Regions from separate parts of the Sus scrofa genome. Here region 1 is linked to region 2. The links are chromatin contacts, called in public HiChIP or PLAC-seq maps. All regions are on one chromosome and are shown on one strand. Each heading gives the region's core, a stretch centred on a gene start, on an enhancer-like site or on the middle of the called end of the contact. The rest is flanking DNA. Distances are from core to core; before and after follow the strand shown.

What was found. HiChIP or PLAC-seq counts read pairs in DNA pulled down with a chosen protein or histone mark.
Region 1: an H3K27ac HiChIP or PLAC-seq map of alveolar macrophages shows a contact between it and region 2. The contact joins the promoter of HDAC10 here to the promoter of SCO2 in region 2. A contact is called at or near these places in 1 of 5 promoter capture datasets (liver), 1 of 47 Hi-C or Micro-C datasets (epiblast stem cells) and 1 of 2 datasets of contacts at active chromatin or transcription factors (alveolar macrophages).

Annotation. Positions count from the first base shown.
Region 1 is chr5:436,884-440,555 of Sscrofa11.1, forward strand. HDAC10 (histone deacetylase 10) reads left to right here and starts at 2,259. Exons shown (of 17, transcript XM_021091340.1): 1 at 2,259-3,226; 2 at 3,293-3,427; 3 at 3,644-3,672. The coding sequence starts at 3,168. It overlaps MAPK12 (mitogen-activated protein kinase 12), which reads left to right. Exons shown (of 12, transcript NM_001025224.2): 12 at 569-1,087. The coding sequence ends at 648.
Region 2 is chr5:219,045-222,562 of Sscrofa11.1, forward strand. It overlaps SCO2 (SCO cytochrome oxidase deficient homolog 2 (yeast)), which reads left to right and starts at 1,757. Exons shown (of 2, transcript NM_001206377.1): 1 at 1,757-2,035; 2 at 2,784-3,518. The coding sequence starts at 2,797.

The DNA of each region.
Region 1 (3,672 bases), core at 1,009-3,508, 220 kb after region 2:
TGTCCCTTCCAGCAGGAGCACAGGCAGGGAGGTGGGCGCTGCAGGTTGTTGGGGGGGCTTCACACTCATCTGGAAGCTGGAGTGTGCCCTGCTGCAACCTTGAGCAGCCGTGCCGGTGAACACTGTTTCACCTTCCTGGGTCATCTTCCGCTCACAGGCAGGCTGCGGGGCCAAGGGCAATCTAGGGGCCGTGGGTAGGGGGACAGTCCCTGTGGCTGGCCACGGGTGGGCTGAAAGTGGCTGTGACTTAGGATGCCCCTGCACGTGTGGGACAAAGGAGCCCACCTGCTGACCTCTGACCCTGTCGTTTTTAGGGGTGGGGAGCCCCTAGGTCAGTGGCTCAAAGCCTGTGCCCTGGGCCTGGGAGCTCTCCCCACCCCCACTCCCACCCTCACCCTGAGTGGAACCCCACGGGACTTCTGGCTGGTCGGGGTGAGCACCAGGGAGCTGGGCCCGGGGCTTCGTCTTGGTGGCTGGCGACCATCTCAGCAGGGATGGTGTGAGGGGAGCTGTCTGAGGGCTGAGGGGCCCCGTCTCGCGTAACTCTGTCACTCCCACCCTGCCCCAGGTGTCACGTATAAAGAGGTGCTCAGCTTCAAGCCTCCCCAGCAGCTGGGGACCAAGGTCTCCAAGGAAACGGCCCTGTGAAGACCCCTGGAACCTGGCTGGGGCTTCCCCCTGGAAGGGCCGTCCTGGTTTCCCCTGTGGCTTTGGCTGGGGCTCGTGTCCTGGGAGTGCCCTCGTTCCCTGGAGCCCCTCCCACAAGCTTGTTCTCCTGCTCTCAGGCCCCACCTCAGCCTCTCCTTGGAGGAGCACCTGGCCTTTTTGGACGGGATGCCCACCTGACCTGGGGCTGGCCTCTGGCCCCCTGAGCAGTGGTCTGCTCCTCCAGGGTGCAGCAAGAAGCCTCGGAGCCTGTGAGGGGGGAGGGGTTTAGGGTCGAGGCCTGGCTTATGCCATTGCTGAGAGGAAGGACAGGGAGGGCACAGGTGATGACTCAGGGACACCTCTGCATCCCCAGCCTGGAATGTACATCGGCCACGTGGCGTGGCCACTCGGCTGGAGGAAATAAACCCTTTCTCTCTCCTGCTCTGCCTCGCCTGCTGATTCTTGGGGTAGGTCTTCAGCTTTAGGTTTTTGAGCTGCAGCCCCGTGCAGAGTATGGAGGCTGGCCTGGGAGCCTTGGGCCATCCTGAGCCACTGGGGACCCCTTCCCTCCCAGGTCACAAAGCTGGTGCACCCCATCCTGTGCCATGAGCCCCAAGTCTGGAGCCCCCACCTCACGGCCTGGCTCTGCCCCTCTTGTAGGGTGGCTTTCCTCTAAGATCCTGGAGCCGGAGGCTGACGGGGGCGGGTGTGTGTGTGTGTGTGCATGTGTGTGTGTGTGTGTGTGTGTGTCAGGGTTCAACGTGGATCTCGGCTCCAGATGTTAGGACTCCCTGCACTCTCCAAGGCCAGGCTTTGGGGGGTGGTCACAGTAGACCCCTCCAGGCACCTCTGGTGTCTTGAGACGCCTGTGCCTTAGCAGAAAACTAGGTTCGGTGTTTTTTTTCCTGCCCTTTGCCGGGCCATGCCCCACCACCATCAGTGAGCCACCGCTGCTGTCTGCCCGCTGTTCCTCCTCTGAGGGCTGGCAGCTGGGTTACTGGCCACCCTTGGGCTTTGCCTTGGCTCCTCCCACCTGCTCTCCTGGCAGGTGCACGTGAAGCCGGGCTAGGCCTGCTCCTTTCTCCCGGCTTGGGACTCAAATGGACGCACAGTTGATCCAGCCAAATCCGGTCCGAGGAGCTGCCACAGTGGACACCGGCCTTCTCTGCCCAGGAGGCCTCTTGTGCCTCTGACGGAGCCCGGCCCAGACCCTCGGCTCTCAGCGACCCCGGCTGGCCCGTCTGCCGCAGGCCCCGCCTTCGAGGGCATGTACTCAGGAAGGCAAGTCAGCACCTGCTTCCTAGCCGCCAAGACAGCCAGGACGGTGGCGATGTACGCGGGGCTGCGGGCCACGGGCAGCGGGGCCCTGTCAGGGCCTCCTTCTGCATCCATCTCACGGTGGAGAGCTTCCCTGTAGGGAGGGCCACGGCGGCTGAAGAACGCGACTACGGCCACTCTGGCTCCCAAGGTCCCGCCTCCAGGACCCTAGGCCCCGCCTCCAGGACCCTAGGCCCCGCCTTCAAGAGACCCGCCCTCGGGGCTCCGCCTCCAAGGCCAGGACCCCGCCCCCGGAGCCCTTTCAGGTCCTGGGCGACCCGTTTCCTTCTGTCTAAAGATGTTGCTCTGGGCTGTGCCCGCGCCTCCTCCATTGCGGCCTCGTTCGTTCACTCACTGCTGCAGCCCTAGCCCAAACCCTCCCTCTGTCGGCCTCCGCGCCGCCTTCCCCCGCGCCGTGCCGCTCCCGTCCAGCTTCTCTGCACAGCCCTGACCCTCCGACTCGTCCACTTTCTGGCCAGGGGTCTTCCCGGAGCTTACATCGGACACGCTCCTCCTCTCTGGATCCTCGGGGGGCAGCGCTGCGCTGCAGCCCGCGCTTCGCTAAGCCCCGGGCAAGGGTCCTCCTCCTCGTGGCCTGCCCGCCCAGCTCTTCCCTGAGCCCCGGCCGGGGGCTCTAGGGCGGCTCTGGGCGCGATGGGCTACTGACGTGTCCGACCAGCGGTCTGCGCGGTCAGAGTGGGCCTGGGAGAGGCTTGGGGCGGAGGGGCAAGGACCCGCGCGGGGCTGCCGCGTGGGCACAGCGTGCAGGTGGGGCCGCCGCGACAGTCCGCAGGAGCCTGGGCCTGCTGGCTCTCGGTCCTCGCGCCCTTCCGCTCCCACCTCTGCAGGAGCACCACGGCCCGCGGGGCGCCGCCCGCGGCCGGAGCAGGAGGTGGAGCCGCGGCTGGCGGGCAGGGCCCCGGCGCCGGCCCGGCGGTCCGCGCCGCGCGGGGGCGGGGCTTGCGGCAGCCGGAGGCGGGGCGGTTCCAGGTCCCAGGACGAGGAAGCCGGAAGCCGAGTCCCAGAGACACCTTGTCAACCCTTCCCCGCTGGGGCCTGCGGCCTCCTTCCCGTCTGTGCCCGCGGCCCCGGCCCCAGGCGTTGGGCTGCAGAGTGGGACGGGCAGTGCCCTCACCTGCCTGTGAGCGGTAGCGTCCTGCCCAGCCCGCAGAGGACGGCCCCAGAGTGAACGCGGCCGGGCCATGGGGACCGCACTGGTGTACCACGAGGACATGACGGCTGCGCGGCTGCTGTGGGACGAGTAAGTGGGACCTGGCCGAGGGGGGGTCGCGGAGGGCTCCGGGCTCTGAGCTCCCTGTCCATTCAGCCCCGAGTGCGAGATCGAGCGTCCTGAGCGTCTGACCACAGCTCTGGAGCGCCTGCGGCAGCGCGGCCTGGAGCAGAGGTGCCTGCGGCTGGTAGCCCGAGAGGCCTCGGAGGCGGAGCTGGGCCTGGTGCACAGGTCAGGTCCGCGGGGGACCGCCTGCCCCGAGCATTCCTGCGAGGACCTGGGCCTGCCCCAGCCGGCCAGTGCCTCCTCCACACACCTCACTTTCACCACGGGATGGGTGGGTGAGGGAGAAATGAGGTGGGCAGTCCCATTGGGGTCCAGGCGCCCTTCCTCCGTCCGATACCTGCTCCTCCTGGTGACCCTGCCTTGCCGCCTGCCTCTCTGCAGCCCCGAGTACGTGGCCCTGTTGCGGGGAA
Region 2 (3,518 bases), core at 507-3,006:
CTTCCCCGTCAGGCCCTTTCCCCCCCACCCCGGCTCAGAACTCCCAGCGAAGAGCTAGGTTCTGCTCTCCCTCCATTCCCCCAGACTTATGTCCCCAATGACAGGTACCCATCTACTCCTACACTGACACCCCCCATCCCAAATCAGGACAGTTTCTTTTCTTTTTCTTTTTAGGCTACACTCACGGCATATGGAAGTTCCCGGGCCAGGGATCGAACCCTCGCCGCCACACAGACAATGCTGGATCCGTAACCTGCTGTGCCATAGCTGGAACTCCCAAGACATTTCTCCATTCCCACCCCAGCTGGACACCCACTATTCTACTTAGTAAATGCTTAACTTCAGCTGAAGTCCTAACCAGGGAGGGTGAGGAGAAATGTGAGGGCGGGGAGGTGGCTGTGCATGTGTACTCGGCATGCATACTTGGCCCAGCATGTACCAGAAATTAGCAGACGTGGTCTGGACACATGGAGGGCACCTTGGAGAAACTGGAGTCTATTCATGGATTCGCTGTCACTCAGCGCCCAGAGCAGGGACAGGTAGGCCACCGATTGATAATACAGCTGGGTTATTGATGACAAAAATGGCCAGAATCTCTGGAGGATCACTAAGGAAGATACTGATCAGTTATTCATGAGTCATTGGACTTTGGTCACCGTTATCAAGGGAAAAGTGATTGCTGTCAATAGGAACTTGGACAAAATAACTGGGGGCCACAGGACAGGGATCCATATCCTTGATGAGTCATTAGTGAAGACCTATCAGAATTGCGATTTTGGAATTTGTCAAGGTTGCTGATGACTCTTTGTTCAGCGTTAGTGATGGGGTCACTGGAGCCCTGAGGTGGGGAAGCTGGCCAAATGCAAGGGCTGCTGGGCAAGTGGGCTGCTGTGTCATGGGTCAGAACAGGAGGGTGGTACCTGTGGATGGAATCCTATACGCCCGGGTTGACAGCCCGTCCCTCATCACAGGTGACCTGACCCCAGACTCCAGCATCCCCCTCCCGCATGTTAAAAACCCCTGATCTCCAATCACACACAATCACAGGTGATCTGACCCAAACCCAGGATCACTGTTCCACACCACAGGGCGCCTGACAACTCACTCAAGAGGGTGACCAGACGGATGCACATGTCATCCTATCACATGGGGACTTCCATAGCCAGGTCCCCCGACCCCTCGTGACTGATCCGAGTCAGCCAGCGTTCCCCACATCTCCCAGGAAGCTTCGGGAGCTCCATCACTCCATCACTTCCAGACCCCTTAACCTCCCCCCTAAGATGGCGTGGACAGCTTGTCTGCTCTCTCGATGGACAGGAAGTAAGAGAGACACAGGCCCTGGAGCCGGCAAGAGCACTGGTGAGCACCTGTGCTGCCGGACCCGGTCACCCGTCACCAGGCTCGGTGAGGGGACAGGGAAAGGGCAGAGATCCCCTACCCGCGCCCAGCCCAGGCCCCTCCTCACTCCCCGTCCCCTCGTGCGCGCCAGTCGACACGTAGCAACGAAGCTCAGGAGGCGCGCATCCTTTCCGGTGCCCGGCACCCGGGGCCGGGCAAACTAAGACAGCAGCCAGCGTGGGGGGGGCCGCCCCAGAAAAACCCCGCCTCCCGTCACGTAGCTTCCGGCCGGCCAGCCACCTCTGGCGCATGCGCACGCGCAGCAGCCGGGCCCGCTTTACGCCCTTCCGCGCGAGCGCGGCGCCGTTGACGCATGCGCGCTGGCGTCGAGAGGGGCGGGGGCCCAGAGCTGCCTTCCGGTTCCCCTCCTCAGACTCGCGGGACGGTGCGGCGCGCTGGGGGCCCGGGAGATCCGCCTGTGCCGGCGCCCTGCAAACGTCTACAAGCTGGCTGCATTTGCAGGCCCATCTCGTACATCGCTTAGAGCGCATTTTGTAAAGGAGGAAGCTGGTACAGACAGGTTACGAGACGTGACCAAGGTCATCCAGCCCTCCCAAGTCCAGGAACCGTCGGACCGGGCGCAGGCCGGACGTTCAGAAGTCTTCGAGAGATCCTCCCAGTAGCAGCAGTCGAACAGGTGAGGGGGAGTCCTAAGATCTCCGCCTAACAAACCTCCAGGGGCCCCTGAGAGGAACGGAGGCCACCGAAGCCACAGCAGGGCGTGGGCCACGACCCCAGAGCTGCGGTGGGATGCCCAGCTGTGAAGGTGGGCTGGAGGCAAGTGGAAACCTTTTGCTACTCCAGGGTGGCTGCGGGCCCGGCAGGTTCAACGAGCGAAGGACTGGAGGGGGCGTGGAGCCCGCGGGTAACTGGAGGCTGCGGTGCGGGTGGCACCGGGTTACCGCTAAGTGCGGGGGAGGGAGCCAAAACAGCGCGGTTGAAGTGGCCTCAGAGGGAAAAGGCTGCAAAAGGGGCGGAGAAGTTGGTCTTTTGGGGGTTGAAGCGAGAGGCTCACCCACCTCCTTTCAAGAAGTAGAAGTTTATTGCAAACATAGATACGCTCAGGAACCCGGAGGAGGCAGGCGCTTGGAACGCTTCCGTCAGCTCAGACCCCCAGGTGCTGCCGAGCGCTGGGCTCGTTAGACTGAGGTTCTCCCGTTAAAGGACAGGAGGGACAGTTGTGGATGTTTGATGACGCCTAAGCTGGAGTTTGAGGTTTCAGAGGCGAAGCATGTGTGAGTGATGGCGGGGGCTGGCTGAGCAGCTGCTGACAGCAGAGCCCTCATAGGGTTGGGCCTTGAGGTGGTGGCAGGTCTCTCCAGAATGATGGACAACCCAGGAGGCCAAGGCACCTTCTGGCTTCTGACGCCTCTGCTCTTTTCCAGGAGCATCAGGTCCATGCTGGCTCGGGCACCCAAGGCTTGGCACGGGCTCTTTCTGCTCAGGCCTCTGGCCCTCCCTAGGATCCAGGGAGCTGAGGCCGGGCAGGTGAGATACCGGCTCTTAGCAAGGCAGGGCCCTGCAGAAACCGGCAAGCCAGGCCAGCCCCGGGGCCCTCGGCTGCAAACTAGGTTGCTGATCACAGCCTTGATTGGGGCTGGGCTGGGTGGAGCCTGGCTGGCCTTGAGGGCGGAGAAGGAGCAGTGGCGGCAGCAACAGCGGACAGAGGCCCTGCGCCGGGCCGCTGTGGGCCAAGGCGACTTCAGTCTTCTGGATCACCGAGGCCAAGTTCGCTGCAAAGCTGACTTTCGGGGCCAGTGGGTGCTGATATACTTTGGCTTCACTCACTGCCCAGACATCTGCCCCGATGAGCTGGAGAAGCTGGTGCAGGTGGTGCGGCAGCTGGAGGCGGAGCCTGGCCTGCCCCCGGTGCAGCCCCTCTTCATTACTGTGGACCCTGAGAGGGACGATGTCGCGGCCATGGCCCGCTACGTGCAGGACTTCCACCCAAGGCTGCTGGGCCTGACGGGCTCTGCTGAGCAGATCGCCCAGGTGAGCCGCAGCTACCGAGTATACTACAGCGCTGGCCCCAAGGACGAGGACCAGGATTACATCGTGGACCATTCCATCGCCATCTACCTGCTCAGCCCCGACGGCCTCTTCACCGACTACTACGGCAG